Linked DNA regions of Arachis hypogaea: region 1 is linked to region 2. Evidence: chromatin contacts called from public Hi-C data. All regions are on one chromosome and are shown on one strand. The core of a region is the stretch at or near the end of the contact, and the rest is flanking DNA. Distances in the headings are between cores, read along the strand shown.

The links. A called contact is a pair of places that touch in the nucleus more often than the background predicts.
Region 1: a Hi-C map of an unstated tissue shows a contact between it and region 2, with 3 times the contacts expected there. The contact joins the promoter of LOC112720587 here to the enhancer-like site in region 2. A contact is called at or near these places in 3 of 8 Hi-C or Micro-C datasets (leaf and an unstated tissue).

Annotation. Positions count from the first base shown.
Region 1 is chr11:28,058,058-28,063,250 of arahy.Tifrunner.gnm2.J5K5, reverse strand. It overlaps LOC112720587 (ERAD-associated E3 ubiquitin-protein ligase HRD1B), which reads left to right and starts at 3,543. Exons shown (of 8, transcript XM_025771572.3): 1 at 3,543-3,840; 2 at 4,292-4,830. The coding sequence starts at 4,298.
Region 2 is chr11:27,863,120-27,868,472 of arahy.Tifrunner.gnm2.J5K5, reverse strand. No RefSeq gene overlaps it. Among protein-coding and RNA genes, the nearest start is that of LOC112720585, 4.6 kb to the right of the region's middle. Within about 2 kb of position 2,727, at least 1 of the 3 cell types and tissues checked has open chromatin away from gene starts, as enhancers often do.

The sequences.
Region 1 (5,193 bases), core at 2,294-4,793, 190 kb before region 2:
TGGCTTTATGTGATACATCACCATTGTCAATGGCTACTTTCGGTCTTCTCTCGGGAAAATGATCCAAATGCCCTGTCACGGCACGGCTAATCGTCTGGAGGCATCACCCTTGTCAATGGTTTCGTCTTGTCCTTTCAGTGAAAATGGTCAACGCACCCTGTCACGGCACGGCTATTCATCTGTCGGTTCTCGATCATGCTGGAATAGGATTTACTATCCTTTTGCGTCTGTCACTACGCCCGGCAATCGCGAGTTTGAAGCTCGTCACAGTCATTCAATCATTGAATCCTACTCGGAATACCACAGACAAGGTTTAGACCTTCCGGATTCTCTTGAATGCCGCCATCATTCTAGCTTACACCACAAAGATTCCGATTAAGAGATCTAAGAGATACTCATTCAGTCGAAGGTAGAACGGAAGTGGTTGTCAGGCACGCGTTCATAGGGAATGATGATGATTGTCACGTTCATCACATTCAGGTTGAAGTGCAAATGAATATCTTAGAAGCGAAATAAGATGAATTGAATAGAAAATAGTAGTACTTTGCATTAATCTTTGAGGAACAGCAGGGCTCCATACCTTAATCTATGGAGTGTAGAAACTCTACCGTTGAAAATACATAAGTGATAATAGAGTTCATTGGTCTCGGCCCCAGAGGGGAACCGGAATAACCAAGACTGTGAATACAATGATAAAAAGTTCTATTTATAATAAACTAGTCACTAGGGTTTACAGAAGTAAGTAATTGATGCATAAATCCACTTCCGGGGCCCACTTGGTGTGTGCTTGGGCTGAGCTTGAGTGTTGTACGTGTAGAGGTCCTTCTTAGAGTTGAACGCCAGCATTTGTGCCAGTTTGGGCGTTCAACTCTGGTTTTGGATCCTTTTCTGGCGCTGGACGCCAGAATTGGGGAGAGAGCTGGCATTGAACGCCAGTTTGCGTCGTCTATCCTTAGCCAAAGTATAGACTATTATATATTGCTGGAAAGTCCTGGATGTCTACTTTTTAACGCAATTGGAAGCGCGCCATTTTGAGTTCTGTAGCTCCAGAAAATTCATTTTGAGTGTAGGGAGGTCAGAATCCAACAGCATCAGCAGTCCGATTTCTGCTCAAGTCCCTCAATTTCAGCCAGAAAATACCTGAAATCACAGAAAAACACACAAACTCATAGTAAAGTCCAGAAATATGAATTTAACATAAAAACTAATGAAAACATCCCTAAAAGTAACTAGATCCTACTAAAAACATACTAAAAACAATGCCAAAAAGCGTATAAATTATCCGCTCATCAGGTAGGAACTTTTTGGACAGGCCTTATTGAGGCCGGTGTAGTCAATACATATCCTCCATTTTTCATTGTGCTTGTTCACGAGCATAACATTGGCTAGCCATAAGGGTATTTTACTTTGCTTATGAATCTGGCTTCTAACAGCGCTTGATTTTGCTCCTCCACCACTTATGCTCTTTCAGGACTAAGTTTTCGTCATTTCTGCTATACAGGATGTGAACTTTGGTATCCAGCTAATTTGTGGCTCATGAGATCAAGATGGATGCTCGGTATGTTAGAATCTTTCTAGGCAAAAAGGTTGGAATTCTCTTGTAGGATCGGAGTTTGATGAGATCTTATTTTAACTTTTGATCTAAATTGGTCACACATTTGCAGACTTTTTCTCCTATTTGCACCTCTTCGATTTTTCCTTTAGCTAATGTCTCACTTCTTCATGAACTCAGACACTTTTCGAGTTCTATTGAATTAACCTTTTTTCCCTTTGTTCAGCCACGTAGCCTCAAACTTTCATTATAGCATCTTCTAACTAGTTTCTGATCTCCTTTTATAGTTGCTATTCTTTCTGGGGTAGAAAATTTCATACAAAGATAGGGAGTTGACACCACTGCATAAGTCGATTTAAGGTTGACTGACCTATTAGGGCATTGTAGGCTGATGCGACATCTACCATGATGTAGTCTATGCTCAGGGTTCTTCCTTTATTCCCTTTTGTGAAGGTTATTGTAGGCAACTGGGGCACTTCTTCACATTCTCCAACCTAGTAGACTTCCTTCAGATGTCTTTTGAGAGAGGATTTTGTTATCCCTCCCTTGCAAAGCCACCAACGATCATGTAGATGTGTCTCTCAAGGTTCCTTGTTGTTTATCTCATCTTCTCTGTTTCTTCATCCTTTTTCTTTTTGTTGGTTTCATCTGATTTTCCAGTAAGGTATTTATCCAGCTAATCTTTTTTGGCCAATTTTTCAATCACATTTTCAGGTCGTAGCAGTCGTTGGTTGAATGATCATAAATTTTGTGATACTCACAATATTCAGATCGATTTCCCTCTTTCTTACTTCGAATGTGCCTAGGAGGTGGTATCATTTCACTGTGGCAAATTTCTCTATAAACATCAACCAGAGAGACTCGTAGTGGAATATAGGAATAATATCTCCTAGACTTGTCCGAGTTGTATTCTTCTTTTTTCTTGAGCTCCTGCTCTTTTTTCTGAGGCTGGTACTAATTACTTTGTCCTAAGGTAGGTCTTCTCAACATTGTAATTTCCTCCATATTGATATATTTCTCGGCTCGTTCTTGAACCTCATACAGAGAGGTCGGGTGCCTCTTTGAAATGGATTGTGAGAAGGGACTTTTCTTGAGGCCATTAATAAGTCCCATGCACACCTTGTTGAACCTTTCCATATAGACCCTAAGTGATTCGTGGACCTCTTGCTTGACTCCCAAGAGGCTTAGGACATATTTAACCTTGTCTTTCTAGATCAAAAACCTTATGAGAAATAGTCGTCGAAGCAGGTGACCGACCTTGAATGGAGATTGTCAAACCACTTCATGACCACCTTGGTTAAAGTAGTTGGGAAGGTTTTGCATCGAGTCGCATTAGAGGCATCAGCCAAACACACAGATTTTGAAATTACTCAGGTGGTGGCGAGGGTCGGTCATCCTATCATAAAAGGTCCATGTTCGGGCTTTTAAAATTTCTAGGGACTTTAGCTCTCATAATTTCTTTTGAGAATGGATCTTCAGATCCTAAAGGTGTAGCTCTTCGATCAGCTCAAGATCTTCACCCTTTAAGATCAGATTCCAATCTCGGAATCTCTCTAGCTTTTCCTCCAAGTCTCTACGAGCCGTCTTTAGAATGGTTATCCGCCATGGTTGTGTGCTGATTTTCAGGTCCCCGACAACAGCGTCAATAGCAAGGTGTTATTCATATATATTTTATTTTTTATCAAAGATAGAAAGACTCAAACCTGCGACCTCTTATATGAGTGTGAGAAGACTATGTCATTTGAGCTATAACTCATTGGCTAGTTGTTTTTTTTGTTTTTACCAAAGATAGAAGACTCAAACCCGTAACCTCTTAATTGAGTATGGGAAGATTATGTCATTTGAGCTATAACTCATTGACAACTCATTGGCTAGTTGTTATTCATATATATTAAACATATTTTATTAAATTTAATTATTTTAATTGAACGGATAGAATCTCTAAATCACCAAATCAATAACTAGAACGGCTTAAGCTTCAGAATATTGAGTACCCTGGAGAAGAAATGTTTAACTTGTTAAGATAATATTTTACGAACCCTAATTGGCCTGTCCACGCAGCGACGTACGTGGCAAGATCTGGTTGGCTATGCATACATCATGTCCTTATTTTAACATCAACTATTTAAGACTCAAAATTGTAAATACAAATAGATTGAAAAGAAAAAAAAAATTGGAAAATATCCACGGAGCTGGTAGCTACCGACGATCGTCTTTCGGTTCCGATTAGGACCTCACCAACACACAGAGTGGGAGAGAGAGACAGAGAGAGAGAGAGCACTCGCTTGGTAATTCATCTCTTCAACCAACGACTTTTAATTCTTTCAAATTTTAGTTTTTCTTGAATTCCTTTAACGCCGTCTTGATTTGATTCCAAGTTAGGGCTCACGGTAGTGCTGTAATTCATATGCATAAGCCTTTTTTTTATTCTTGTCTTTTCTTTTTTCTTTCTATCGATTTGCCATTGAATATGAAGTTAAGGATCATGCATTCTATTTATCTGCATTTTCTCGTTATCTTCGAATGCCAAATAGTGATTGACTAGCTCACTAATTTATGGATTTTCTATGACACCTCAATTGTTTAATTTAGTTTTCTAGGATAAATTGTATTATTTCGTCTTGTTCATGCTTATTTGTGAAAAATCCAAATGCATATGAAGTCCTAGTTACAGGTTTAATTAGCTAATTTAGGGTTTCAGATTTTAATTAAATGATGGTTTATTGTGCTTTTGTGTAGGGCGGAATGATGAGGCTGAAGACATATGCCGGTCTCAGTTTGATTGCAACCCTGGCTATCACATATCATGCATTTAACAGTAGAGGCCAGTTTTATCCGGCAATGGTGTATCTTTCAACTTCCAAGATCAGCTTAGTGCTTCTTCTCAACATGGGTTTGGTTATTATGTGTATTCTATGGCAGTTGACTAAAAAGGTATTCCTGGGTTCTCTTAGAGAAGCTGAGGTAGAAAGGCTTAACGAGCAATCGTGGAGGGAGGTTATGGAAATCCTCTTTGCCATTACTATTTTTAGGCAGGATTTCTCAGTTACGTTTCTTGCGATGGTCACAGCGCTATTGTTGATTAAAGCTTTGCATTGGTTGGCTCAAAAGAGGGTTGAGTACATTGAGACAACTCCTACGGTGCCCATGTTGTCCCATGTTCGGATTGTATCTTTTATGGGTTTCCTCCTTCTCCTCGATAGCCTATTCTTATACAGTAATCTGAAGCATCTGCTACAAACATGGCAACCGTCAGTTTCGATATTCTTCTCTTTTGAGTAAGCCTTCTTTCTTTTCATTCTCTTGTGCTCAGACAAGTTGCAAAACAAAACATGACTAATGTAAATGCAGAACTATGAATAGTACTCAGCTGAATTTTGGCTTGGATGAGAATTCCTTGACTTAAGAACATGCTCTGTTTCTACCTTGATTCATATTTGAATAAACCCTTGATGTATCAATTTTCTTATTATTGTGGAATCCTTGATTTTTCTTGCAGGACCAAATGCATATCAATAATAAATATAAATGTGAAATTGACCAACTATTTGGATTAATTTTCCATTTCTTGTTTCCATTGTGGTAATAGTGAAATCTCATGTTTCTTTTTGTCATTTCATTTGCCAATTCATTTACAAAAT
Region 2 (5,353 bases), core at 1,478-3,977:
TAAATTTGGAGGTCGAAATTGAGGCTGGTCGAAAATTTCAGGACCAAAATGGGTTTCAACTCCTATTTTTTTTATCTTAATTAGAATTATTTCGTTTGCTTTATGTAAAGTTACTGTTTACATGTTAGATAAAATTATTAGGTATAGATTTTTTGTTGATTAGAATAACAGATTTAATGTTTACATGTTAGTTAGTTAGACGTACTTTTAAGTGTTGTTATGTTAGGTAGATTGTTTTATGTTACCGTTTTTCAGTATAGTTATTGTTTATTGTCTATAAACATGTTGATGAATATAAGAAAGTATATTATTAGTTAATTTAGTCAAAGTTATTAGCTTGCTTTGTGAATTAGAAGGTAATTAGTGGAATAATTAATTAGGTTAACTTAGATAAGAAAGAAATGTGAGCAATAAAATTTAGAGTTGAGTTAGTTATAAATTAATTAGTTACATGATGACGTCAGTTAAATAGGGTAAACTTAAAATTAGTAGGTTTATAAGCTATTTTTCATTTAGTTTATTTTTTAATAATTTAGTGTGTGATTTTATTTTATTAGATTGTGTTTCGATGGAGCAGCAGTTATTGGGTTATGAGGATGAGATGTATAGATTGGATCACGCTAAGCACATTGTTGGGAGGCTTGATCGAGTGGTATGATTTTTTAACCTTTTTTATTTTATTGTATTGAATAAGTAGTGAATTTGCTATTATATTTCTTCACCGTCCCTTTTTTTTTCTTAATTTTTTTCCGTTTGGTAGGCGCCTCGAATCTTGCGCACCAGACGAAATCTGATGACACGGCCGTCGAAGCAGATTAGGCCGTATCTGAGACGAGCCAAGTTTGAGTACGTGGCCTATATGGTCGAGTTCGAGCACGATTGGTCGCTTACCTCAGCGTTGATAGGGAGGTGGAGGCCTGAGTCCCATACCTTTCATCTACTGTGTGGGGAGATGACTATCACCCTGCAGGACCTGGCCTATCAGTTGGGACTCAGGATTGACGGTGATCCTGTGAGTGGATGCATAGGTGGGTGGGAGCAGCACCATCAAGGACGGACCATTGAGGAGTTATGTGAGCATATTCTGAGTGTTGTTCCCGACCTAGAGGACAGACAGTCACAAACAAAGTGGACTGTGAAGCTCACTTGGCTCCGCAACACAGTTTGTGGAGAGCTGGAGAAGGACGCCACAGAGGAGCGCAAGTATGAGGACCAGTGTATCTCCTAACCTCCCACCTTTCTTGCTTTCGGCGATATGATATGAGTATGATCCAATTACAACGGGTCCGAACTGGATACATCATGCATTATACCTCAAATGGTCACTCTCTACTATTTTGTACTCCGCAGCCCTCCTGATGTTGTATTGCTTAACTGCCAACATGACTTCTTCCTTGTTCCCAAATTGTTGTCCAATCTCAAACTCATTGCTTGGGTCTTCTTCAGGACCTCCCTGGGTAAACTACAAATCCGAAGTCATTGCATCAAGATTCAACCTCGTGAAATGATCTAGCCGGTCATGTGGTCGAGAAATGGCAGGCTGTGTCAAAGCAATCTGTGTGTCACCGTAGTAGTTCATCTCCTCTTCCTCGTCACCATCATCAAGGATTTCGGGTGGTTCTTTGTCAGCATCGTCTCCATCATCGGATCTCTAATAGCAGAACCATCATGACTTTCAAGACCGTCATCCATTAAGTCAACGTTACGAACTTCAACATTAGACCCCTCCTGACTACCCTCAGGTGGCATATTTAGATCCACCATCGTCCTTCTGATAGTTCGTCTAACAACTCCACTCGTCGGACTATCATCGACAGTATCTGCAGATGATCCTCGGCCACCGAGGTCAATAAGAAACACGTATAATTCCAACAGATGAATATTGGTCCATCGATTGTGCCACGACCTTATAAGCCGTACGTTCTCGTCGCCGGGCAACCGGTACCTAATTCAAAACAATAGAAATATTGCTCACAACCATGGTCTGATAAATATACTAGTAATAGAGACAAAGATAATACAACTATAATATACCTTTTATAAAACAAATTGCCATCTATTTCGATCGGATATCTGTAGTAAATTTTTTTACCCTTTTAGATTCTTGCTGTCCGACGGAATGCAATATCACATTCTTTAAAACTGTTATACTGTTGGCTTCCGGTGTCATATAAGTAATTATCAGTTGGCCCGATCTAAAAACAATTGAATCTTCTTCATCATACACTATTTTACCATCGTAATGAATGGATAACAACGGATTTCCTCACATCATAGCGACAATGTTAATAGTGAAAAAGAAAGTAAACAGAAAAATTGTGATTCCTTGATCTTCTCTCCAATAGACTGCTTTTATTTCCGAACTCATCATAGAGTTTGTCGGAGAGTAAAGCAAATTTTATATAAATTATAAAATTCGTCGGGAAGTACGGCGAACTTGCTGTTATTTCCAAAAAAAAAAAAATTATATCCTTAAAAATAAAGCTAAAATTTTTTTTTGGAAAAATAACTAATTATTTTATTTTATTTACGAAAAAAATTCAATATAAATTGGTTATGTAAGGTATAGATGTGATTGAGATTGGTGTTAAGTCAATATCGGCAACGTATTAAAATACAATTGAATATTTATTACTTATTATTATGATACACCGGAAGAAGCTTTCGGGAATTTCAATTGGTTAGAAAATAGGAATGCATGGATCTCCTCACTCTTTTGGTAGTACGTAGTCGTGAATTTCGAACAGATTAGGATCCACTCCTTTCCTTTTCTCAGTGTACAGAACTGACCCAGAGGGGACCCAACTTGAAATGTATTATTCAATAATATGTAATTACTGGAAATAGAAGCTAAATGTTTTGTGATTCCATTAATTGCTGTTATCATAATATCGTCCATTCATTACACACAGCAATGTTTTGTGAAACTTCCTTGCATTGTTTTCTCTTAACTTGATCTGATGATGTGCGTATGACGATTTATGACACGTCATTTTAAATAATTTTTAAATTTTTTTTTTTAATTTTAATTAAATTTTTTATTTTTTAATAAAATTTAATAAATAATCAAATATTTAAAATTAGAATAATATTTTTATATTTTTAAAAATTTTAAATTTAAAAATAACAAAAATCAAACCTTTTCAAAAAACAGGCACAAAAAAAATGTAACTTAAAAAGTATGACCCAAGAAATATGATTCAAGAAAAAAGAAAACACACACGAGCCAGGACACCCAGCACGCACGTCAGGCGTATGAAACTCCACGCCTGGCGGCCTCCGTATACGCCCAGCAGCCCCCCTTTGAATATTATCTTCGCCGGGCGTCCATCCTACATTCCAACACCATGGCCGGTGTATGCATACATTCTTGGAAGTGTGTTTTCGGCTTTTTTGCTCAAATTCTTCTAATTCAAGCCCTACTTTTTTTTTTGGGACATAATTTAAGCCCTACTTAAGTACAATTATAACTCATGGATTCAATAAATTAAGGCCTAAACTTAATTACTTCTATCATCAAAAATCTTAATCACATTTAAAAGACTTGAAGATCTAAAAAATTAGTTATTGATTCACTTTAAAAGCACAAGTGATTTGGTCATTTTAGATTTGATTTGAATTTTTATTTTAAATTTAAAATTAAAGTCAATAGCTTATCATTTTTTTCAAAAGATAAAATTAGAGTAATTATCTTATCTTTCTCTCCGACAGATAAAATTAATTTAGTTTTAAATTTAAATTTTAAAATTTAGACTATAAATAAGTGAGTACGGGTGGCAACACTATTTGTACTTGTGGGTACCCATTCCCGCCCATATCTGCTCAGGGCGGGTACCCGCCCCCGCACCGGAGCGAATTTTTAACGGAACAGGTTCTTGGGCGGGACGGAGTCGGGTTTAACCTAAACCCGTCCTACCCGCTTCGGTATATGGAATATATATATAAATATATATACTTTTAATATATAATATATGTAATATATATAAAAAAAATTAGTAAAATGATTAATAATATTGTATCATATTTAAATTTTTATTTTAATTTATGTTATGTATGTAATTATGATTATATAAATTTTAAAATTTAATTTCATTTGTTGGATTCTAATAATTATAGGGACGGGTTAAGATTTAACTTTTTACTACCTTCGGATAAAAGCATGGCAGATTCAATGTGAATTATTGTAAGGTGAGACGGGATCGGATAGGACAAAACCCGCCCCTACCCATCCCATTACCACCCCTATAAGTGAGCATATAGCTAATAGAGGAGATCATCAAGTCTTTGGACTACCTCTCTTGTTTTTCTTACTTCTTCATGGTAATTAATCCTCTGTCAAAGAGTTAAGAGCTTTGTTTATGTTTTCTATGGATAATTAATCTACATTTATTTTATTTCGAAGTCTTGTATTGACCTATTTTATGATTGAGTTATTCTTTTTTCCATTCGAATTAGTGAATCGAAAGGTAAGCTAATTCTTCTTGGATTCTTTTATTATAATTGAAAAATTTGATATTTGAATCAAAACTTGAAAACTACTCTTTCATATGACTATTTAAATTCGGCTAGGAATAGTGTGCGACATACATGATTTTTAATCATTTTAATTTTCAATAAGTGATATATAATTCAAATTAGAATAACTTTTGAAAATTATGTTTTCTTTAAATATTTAATTGAACAGGACTAACTTAAATACGTGACATATAATTCAATCTAAGGATTACTTTTAAATCTTATTTGAATCTAAAAATCAGTTTTTGTGCCTAATCTCTTGATTATTTTTTTTTTTTGAAAGCAAAGCTCAACACAACAAAGGTGGAGCAAACAGGAACATAGCATAACCAAAAATAAAACTAAAGACTAATAGCTAAAATAGTCGCACGAACCGATCCTCAGTAATCTTTGGCATAGCCATCAACAACAAAAAGGATCCACACAACTCCACAGTAATCTCTTGATTAATTAATTGATGCCTAATTAATGCTTGAAAAACTAAAGAGCCAAGAAATTGGTAATTAGTTACTAAAGGTTTTGTCATGAAAGATTTTTACAAACTTCAAGATAAATAAACAAGATTGATTTTTCTAAGAGTATAAGCATCTCTAAAGCTCTTGACTCTCATTATCACTGTCTTCTTTCAATTTATCATTCAAATTCACTATCCGTAACATTCAAGTATTCAACATTTAAGATTTTCAAGACTCTTAACAAAATACTCTTTTGCTCTCTTCGATTAAATTTTATTAATCTAATTAAGTATTTAATCTATCTTTTAATTGTTCAATCTAAACGATATTCATTTATTTTAATATTATTCGTGTAATATGGTACATTTATCAATATTCATAAG